Linked DNA regions of Rattus norvegicus: region 1 is linked to region 2. Evidence: chromatin contacts called from public Hi-C data. All regions are on one chromosome and are shown on one strand. The core of a region is the stretch at or near the end of the contact, and the rest is flanking DNA. Distances in the headings are between cores, read along the strand shown. Region 1 has its middle 29 kb from the start of Trnat-agu20. Region 2 has its middle 47 kb from the start of Kcne4.

What was found. Hi-C and Micro-C count contacts between places; a contact is called where the count stands out from the background.
Region 1: a Hi-C map of mammary epithelial cells shows a contact between it and region 2, with 1.6 times the contacts expected there. The contact joins two enhancer-like sites.

The regions. Positions count from the first base shown.
Region 1 is chr9:87,751,653-87,756,187 of GRCr8, reverse strand. No RefSeq gene overlaps it. Among named protein-coding and RNA genes, the nearest start is that of Trnat-agu20, 29 kb to the left of the region's middle. Within about 2 kb of position 3,212, at least 8 of the 93 cell types and tissues checked have an H3K27ac peak or open chromatin away from gene starts, as enhancers often do.
Region 2 is chr9:87,647,130-87,651,241 of GRCr8, reverse strand. No RefSeq gene overlaps it. Among named protein-coding and RNA genes, the nearest start is that of Kcne4, 47 kb to the left of the region's middle. Within about 2 kb of position 2,786, at least 61 of the 93 cell types and tissues checked have an H3K27ac peak or open chromatin away from gene starts, as enhancers often do.

The DNA.
Region 1 (4,535 bases), core at 1,963-4,462, 100 kb before region 2:
CTATTTTAGCCCTAAAAGGGCAGTTTTGAAACAAACAGCATGCTCTTTGCTCTGTTCCCCTCTTCAGGGCTTTTCTCTGCCTGTGTTGTCTCCTGCCTCTGATCAACTTACCAGAAACCCACTCTGTATCACGGGCACAAACTAAAAACTCAATTAAGGTGCTTATGCTAAGGTCGTCTGTGTTGACAATGGTCAGGCTTTGCTCCCATGCTAACCCTGGACTTCAGATCCTCCAATCCTGGGTAGATTGGGGAAAGGAAACAGTAAGGATGATAACAGAAGAAGAAATTGAGATACCACATCAGGAAGAATAGAGAAGGCACACGAAGAAAAAGAGACAACAGTGAATTTCTGTAGAACTTCATTCTGGGTTTCTAGGGGTTTCAATACAAGGAAATCCTGGGGGTAAGCATGTGTTGTTGAGTCACACCTAGGAGTAACACTTCTAAATGTCCCATATGGGGGAAGATAACCCAAAATACAGTATCTTGAACATTAAGTCTCTTAAAATAAAACATTTTTTCCTGATTACAGTATGTTTCTATCACCACCCTTATACTGATTTTCACACTTTTTTTTGTCTCACTTGGAATAAAACTTTCAGTGTGAAATTTCTCTTCTGTCTTCACTGTGATTATGTGAGCAGTTTTTCAGTCTTGGTTTTAAGTCTTTCTGGAACATCGTTTTCTCCTAAAACAGGAAGTAGGCGAGCCAAAAATAATCTTTCCTTTTAGCCTAGTAGCTTTCCAGTGAATGTTGCTGGAAGGTTTAATAAAAGGCAATATTAGCAGCCAGCGATTTCCAAGCTGGTACTGCACACTTGACAACATTTTAAATCTTCAGGAGAGATCTCCTAGATAAATGTCCCTTCTCTGTGCTCAAAGGCCCTATCTCCTTGGGGAGTGGGTTTAAATCTGCCTTGCTACCCACTGAGACGTTCTGTCATGCTGAAGGCTTGTAATCACTCACTCCTGTAGTAGTCAGTGTACTTAGAGACTCAGCCACACATGCCACATGCACCCTGTCCACAAGCCTCCATAAATCCTACGGGGTAATGGAAGCCAGGAAACAGATCTGTTCTCTATTCCGAGGCCACAGAGCCAAGAACTCCCCAAAGTTCTTGCGTCAGAATGACTGCTCTCTAACCACGCTGGGTGTTCTTTCCTGACCCCACCTGGCAAGTGACCATAACGTCTCTTGGAATTATCTACCTCCTCCAGGTTCCCAGTAAGGAGCCAAGGGTCAGGAACTTGCTTCTAGCACTTTCCAGCAAAGGGTGGCATCCTTAGTCATGCAGTATCTCTCCCTCTGCTTCTTGATCACAGACTGTGTTTTGTTTATTGGGTTGGTTTTGGTTATGTCAATATGTATCTTGTTTTGGGGTGTTGACCCCTTTCCTCTGCCATCTACACCTATGGCCAGGCAAAGCTACCTCTAAACCTAAGCCAGCCTTCACACCTGCATCCCCTTTGACCACAGAAACTGGTTCCAGGCCAGGACCTGCTCTAAGCAAGTTAGAACATTTTGCAAGAGTTATTCAGGGAAGCATCCTGCTTCCTGCTGGACTTGAATCTGAGCCAATGCTGGGGACCCACTGAACAGTTTGCCTGGGAGTTTCCTGGCTTTAACGCTGAAAGTCCCACATCTGAGGAACCTCCTTGGTGTTCTGTCACTTGAAGTGATGTGGACGCTGGAGCTGCTATAACTGTGTTCCACATACAACCTGACAATCAAGCCAGCAGAGAATGAAAGGCCCCAGGATGTAGAAAGTCCTCATTCCCTCTCTTTTCATAGCCCACTGTGTCCCTTAGACCAACATAAATGGAACCTCCTGACGCTTGTCACAGCTCCATGACGTAACACAGGTTTAACTTCCTGGAGGTTCAGGTAAAGCAGCTGTGAAACCAGAATGACATCCTCCATAGATTAAATGTGACAATAGTGTCAAGAGCCTATCTGGGTACCTACCACACAATAACTGCCAAATAACTTTTCTTTTATAAGCTAGAGGCCTCATAAATGCTACAGGGAGATGACTATAGAGTAACAAAACAAGAGATGCTCCAGCCCTGATTGTTGATCACACGGACAAGGGGAACTGAAAAGCAGCTGGAAAGTGACCTTGCTGAAGTCCTTCAGCTAGTGACAGCCCAGACTAGAAGATCCCCTGAGCTCTGGCTCAGTTCTCACCAATACATTAGGAACTCCTCCCTGCTTTGCTGGCCCAGGGATACTAAGCTGAGGGTGCACAGGGGAGAATGAGTCTCTCCCAGCCCAAGAGACAACACCCAAGTATCATAACTGTGGCATGACAAAGGACAGCCATGTCCAGAGCAAGGGCACCTGACCAGCCATCCTCAGTGGACATCAGGTCAGGGTCCTCATGGGAAATGACCAGTGAAGCTCTCTGGTAATAGATGACCTCTCCAAACAGAATATCAGTCATGGGCATACGTTTGAGCTTATGACATGGGAGCCCCTTCTTCTGCTAACTCCTAATAGTGAAGCACATCTCTTGTGGTTGCCAGCTTGTCCCCTGTCCCTAAAATGTATATACCAAGGTACTAATGCCACCAGTATTGGGGGTGATATTGGGGGTCACACCTTTGGGAGTTATTTGCATGTGTGGGGAACCCTTTATTCTGGGGTCAGTTTTCTTGATGAAGAGATGGTCACTCCTGTTCTCCCTCGATCTCAGATGCCCAGCCCTCAGAACTGAAGCTTCAGTTTGTTTCGCCCAACCCTTGGTATCTATTTTAGCCGACCTAGCTGACTGAGATTGTTAACTGTAAGATTCAGACACAAACTTTAAGCTGTTTTAATTTATTTTTCCTGAGAAAGTAAAGTTTTGCTTCAAAAGGAAGCCACAGCTATCTTTGTAAACCCTTTTCCCAGAACACACACACACACACACACACGCACACGCACACGCACACGCACACACACACACCCCAAGTGGATTAAAGACAGGGAAGGCATGAGAGGCCTAGACTTTGTTGTCACCCGGGGAATAGCCCAGTTCTTGGATGTTCTGTTCTCTCCTCTAGGTTGGAGGTGTAGCCAAGGCTCAACAGAGCACCAGGCAGTAGAACCAGTCTGTTGCACTGGTGATTCATTTGCTGTGTCCACAGCCTCCTCTATTACAGCCTGGGCTGGTTTTACTCTAAGATGACTTGAGGTCATAAAAGGAATAGTCTCCTTGACTGCCACATGTTTGGAAGAGATATTTGGGACATAGTGGCCAAGTGAGTTCCCCCAGGACTTCTGGGCTTGAGCCCAGCTGCTTCAGAAAGTCTAAGAGGAATGTACAGTAATGAACTGAGGGAGTTCTCCTTGCTACAATGGAGCAGCCACCTCTGCTAGCTCAGGGTCAGAAAGGGGAGCATATCACCCACTGTGCACTGATATGTCCTCATGTGGCTAGGAAGGCCGGAAACCATACCCTAGGTGTAATGGTGCAGGGTTTAAGGGCCCATCTTAGCATTTTTTTTAGTCTCACAGGTTCTTAACTACCTGACAAAGAACACCAAGATGAGATTGTGACTTTAGCACCGGCTGGTAAAGCGGGATTCAAGGTCCTAGCTTCATTCAGAGGCCATACAGAAGACTTTATCCTTCCTGTCCTTTGCCTATCTGAGCCTCTGAACCCACAAAGAGGCAACGTGGCCAAACTCCTCACATATGCAGGACTTTTCACCAGCACTTAGGGGTCTCAAAATCATCCCCCTCATGTTCTCCCTCACCCCAAGTCCAAATGCAAGCATAGGCTCCCTCAGCAACCCACTCGTATCGCTTTGCCGTGAAGGCATTCCTTAACTTCCGCAACGTGAAAACCAAACCAGCAAAAACCTAATCTTAAAGACTTAAATATTAGGTGTGATGGAGAGTGCTTGTAATCACAGCCATTCGGAGGCTAAGACCAGAAGATTACAATTCTGAGGCCAGGCTACATAAAGAAACCCTCTCTCAAAATAAGAAACCAAAGGGAATAAAGTCAGGGTACAGAAGAGGAAGTTAAACATTAACATATGTGTTTCCGAACACCCAATAGACAGCTCAACCCAGACACCAATAACTGAAGGACAGCTCTCTCTACCGGGCCAGGACCCAGATCAAACTTTGGAAAACTATTGCCTCATTAAGCCTGGGTTAATCAAGGGAAGAGGGCTAATAATGTAGTCACTTGTTAGTAGGCTTATAAAAGTTGCTAAGCTAACTTAACTCCAGATGCATAATTCTACTGATTTTTTTTTCCACTTTAGTACTCCCTCTGTCACATTTTCTCTCATCATCTATTATAGTACCCAGGACAATTTTGGGAACCTAAGGAAAACTTGATTTCGAAGCACACAGGCTTGTGCATGAGTAGCAAGTATTCCTACAAGTAGTTAAATGTCAACTATTATAGAATAAAATTAACTTCCAAGAGTATTTTGACATGTATTTTATTAAAATTTCCACCAACAATGATATTATAAAAACTATAGCCTGAGATTATTATCACTAAATATTCCTTGATACAGTTGCTAAACTAA
Region 2 (4,112 bases), core at 1,537-4,036:
CACACACACACACACCTGTAGACAGATACAAAGAAGTTACATAGATTACCAGTAGGGAAAAATGTAGTCTAGCCACACCTGAGATTAAGAAGATACAAATTAAGATCATAAAATGATAAAACTGCACAGTCTGTAACATTGCTAGATTATAAAGGTTGGTGGTGAACATCTCCCACATTGCTGGTAGAAAGATAAACCACGATCCCCAACCATGATGGAAATCACCTAGAAAAATTGTTCAACATTTTCAATGGAACAAGTCCTTACCCAGCAATTCTAGCCCTAAGAAGAAAGCCTTGAATTCGAAGTTTTAGAACAAGGGCCAAGAAAAAAATGAGAGTAAAAATCCAGGGGAGAAATGTTCATAGCAACTTCATTTGGGACAGCCCAGTGTCTATTGGTGAGAGAACACACATGTTAATTATAATCACCTTCTGCCTAGCCATATAAAAGGAGGAAGAACAGATACAGAATATCCTCAGTAAATCTCAGGAACACTGTGCGAGGGGAGAAAGGCACAAACTGAATCACCCCACTTGTCTTAGCCACCGTTCTATTGCAGCTGTGAAGACAGAGTGAGCCAGGAGACGCTTATGAAAGAGAGCACTGACTGGGGGCCTGCTTACAGTTTCAGAAGTTAGGCCGTTGCAATCATGGTGGAAGCACGGCAGCGCTCAGGCAGACATGGTGATGGAGAAGTAGCTGAGAGGTCTATACATAGGCAGAAAGAGAGCGACTGCGCCTGCTGTGGGCTCTTGAAACCTTAGAGCCCACCCCCAGTGACGCACTTCCTCCAACATGGCCACACCTCCTAACCCCTCTAATCCTCTCACATAGCCCCACTCTCTGACTAAGCATTCCAATATATTAGCTTCTAGGGGTCATTTTTATCCAAACCACCATACCATTTATATTAATTAACAGTGCTAGAAAACCTACTCTTTGGTAATAAAAAAAAGGCCGATAGCTGCATGGAGTTGAACTCCAGCAAACTGTGGCATGCAAGGGGACCTGAGGGGATCTGGCGGGGTGATGAGGTGCACTACATTATAATTTGTGTGGTGGTTACGAGCAAATGTGTGCCAAAATCTACTTAACTCTACAGCCAGGACAAAAGCATTTTACTTTCTCAAAAATATAGTTTAATAAAGCTGAATTAAAACTCCCTAAGGGGGCAGGAGAGATGGCTCAGTGGTTAAGAGCACTGACTGCTCTTCCAGAGGTCCTGAGTTCAATTCCCAGCTACCACATGGTGGCTCACAACCATCCGTAATGGGATCTGATGCCCTCTTCTGGTGTGTCTGAGACAGCTACAGTGTAGTCACATATAATACATAAATAAATCTTATCTAAAAACTCTCTAAGGGAGCCATTTTTGCTTTTCCCTCTCTAGTTTATGATGTTATATCAAAATAGGAGGCTGTTATGGGTAAGATTTGGCTTCACCTTCTCAGTGGCAAAGCGATTTTTTAGTGGATTTGTCGGCCGCCTCAGAAATCACAGAGGATGGGAGTCTGCTCCTCTGCTCTCTTGCACCTCTGTTCTTCTCTGTGTGGTGGACAGAGGCTGTCCACGTGGCAGAGGAGAAGATCTTTGGCTAGTTCACCTCTAATTCTAAGACCCAAAATGCAAGCATTTTGTCCAACTCCAATTGTCAATAAACACTAACATAAGTTGTAAGCTCTCCCATGTGTCACCATAGTGCTCAGGACAATGGGGACCTGTGTGAACCAAATCAGCACTGTGTGGCCTCAAAGAGGGGTGAGAGGTAAGGCAGGGTGCGGGACAACGATCCCATCAGAATCAGAAGCCTAGAGTTGGGGAGATTAACATCCCAGCCAGGGTGTACGTGCTTGCCTTCCTAACGCCACAGAAGTCCGTCACATCTTCCAAGACGATTGACACAGTGTTCGGAAATAAAAATCAAAAGAAATAAATAAATAATAAAATGTGGGGCTGGGGATTTAGCTCAGTGGTAGAGCGCTTGCCCTGGGTTCGGTCCCCAGCTCCGAAAAAAAGAACCAAAAAAATAATAATAATAATAATAATAATAATAATAATAATAATAATAATAATAAAATGGATGAGGCCGGAGAGATGGCTCAGCCGTTAAGAGCGTTCACAGCTCTTCCAGAAGGCAGGAGCTCAATCTCCAGCTCACACGGCAGAACGCAGCCGTCTGTAACTCTAGTCCCAGGGGATCCGGCACGCTCTTCTGGCCTCTGAGGGCACCAGGCATGCGTATGGTACACAAGTATACCCACCCATATATAAGTGAAAGATTAATTAAATTCGTTTACTTGGTTGTTTGTTTTAAAAGATGGAAGTCTCGGGTTATTTACACAAACCTGCCCTTACAAATAGCTAGGAGAAAACATTTGAGACCACAATCCTTTTTTCCTCCATGATCTTAATGATGTTTTTGATACAGAAAAACAAAGATAACATGGTGGAGGGCTATTGTTCTTTCCTTCCTAACCACTGTAATCCTTTGGGGAGAAAAATACACAAGAACACCTATGCACAACGTCTTCATAAGCGTTAGCATGTCCGTGTGACTGTGCTCTCAGTATTTAGTGAGTCAAACGTTTTTTATCTCTGGGAATATTTCTCAGCAGCCCAATATGGTGGCAGCTTCTGCTCTCCCCCGTGCCTCCGTGTCAGAGAATACACAGAAGAGGAAATCAAAAGCCCTATTTCCTCAGCTGACAGCAGAGAGGGCAGCAGAGGGAACACAATCTAAGGCTGGCAACCAGCCCTCTTTCTCCCAGAGGAAAATTACCAGAACTCACTGCTGAGTGACTAAGGACTGCCTGGTATTCTCATCTCACAGGAGGCTGAGCAGACACAGCTCTGTAAACATGAGAGAGGGAAGCCAGGATTCCACCCTGAGACCCAGCCACTGCCACTGACCAGGTGGTCTTACCGCCTCACCCCATGGACTTCAGACAGACAGCCTGGAATGTTCCTGGGCAAAAGGCCCTCGAAAGCTTCCTGGCACAGCCACAGAGAGGATCCACAGAATAGCCGTGATGATGAGAGGAGACACCAGCTTCTTAGCGCTGTGATTGTGAGAACAGAAGCTCTCAGTAGCCTGTTCGCTGACATAGGGGTCTGGAAGAGATGAGTCAACACTGGGGCTCAGCCTTGACTGTAGCTTCCTTGTGTCTGTTCTAGGACAGCTGTGTTCTCAAAGCCTACACGGTGGCAAAACAGAAACTGAAGAGAAATCAGAAAGCAATTGTAATGTGCTGCAGGGCGCTCGGGAGAGCAGGCCCTGCACCTCATCTGAGCAGCACAGGAGAGCTGACCCTAGTAGCAGAGGAAGGCACTGGTGGGCCTGCCCCAAGGGTATGAGAAGAGAAGAGCCTGTCACAGGCTGCAGAACGCAGACCCTGCACCCTGACGGGGTAGTATAGCAGAGTTGGCTCTGGAGAGCTGCACTGGGTGGCCTAGGCCTGTGCAATGCCAGAGAGCTTGCCCTGGCGATAAGGCTGACCAGCTCAGCTACCACCCAGGCCTAGATCTAGGCCTCTGATTGGCCCATCCCAAAGTCTATATCATCTGCAAAAGGTTGGGCCACATGGAAGGGCCAGTCCTGCTGCTCCAAAGCTTCAGGATCCCCAGGACTCAGGGCAGCAACAGGATAACTGGGAGGGGTTCCAGTGAGGATCCAATATTGATGGTGTCACAGAAGCCAGAGACCTCGAACCAGACCAATGAACGTCTGCAAGCGAAGATCCGTGGTCATGGGGCTATACTGTGGGACACACTGTGACGTACACACACAAGCCTTCACAGTGGGATATTTTCATTGTTGTTGTTTGTATTTTATTTGGGGGGGGAGGTTTCAAGTGGAGGGGTGGATATGAAGGGATGGAGAGATGAGAGGGACTGGGGTGCATAATGTGAAACTCACACTCAATAAAAAAGGGTTTTCTTTTTAATGTGTTGCGGGGATACAAAAGATTTCCACATTCTGCTTGTATTTTAGTTGTATCTGTCATAGCGTATAAAATCTGAGACCTTCTGACTTCTTGCTGTATTTCAGCCCCCAGCAGGAAAGCAGGGTTGCTCAAACAGCCAATGAATGAATGAGACAGTGCCTAGTT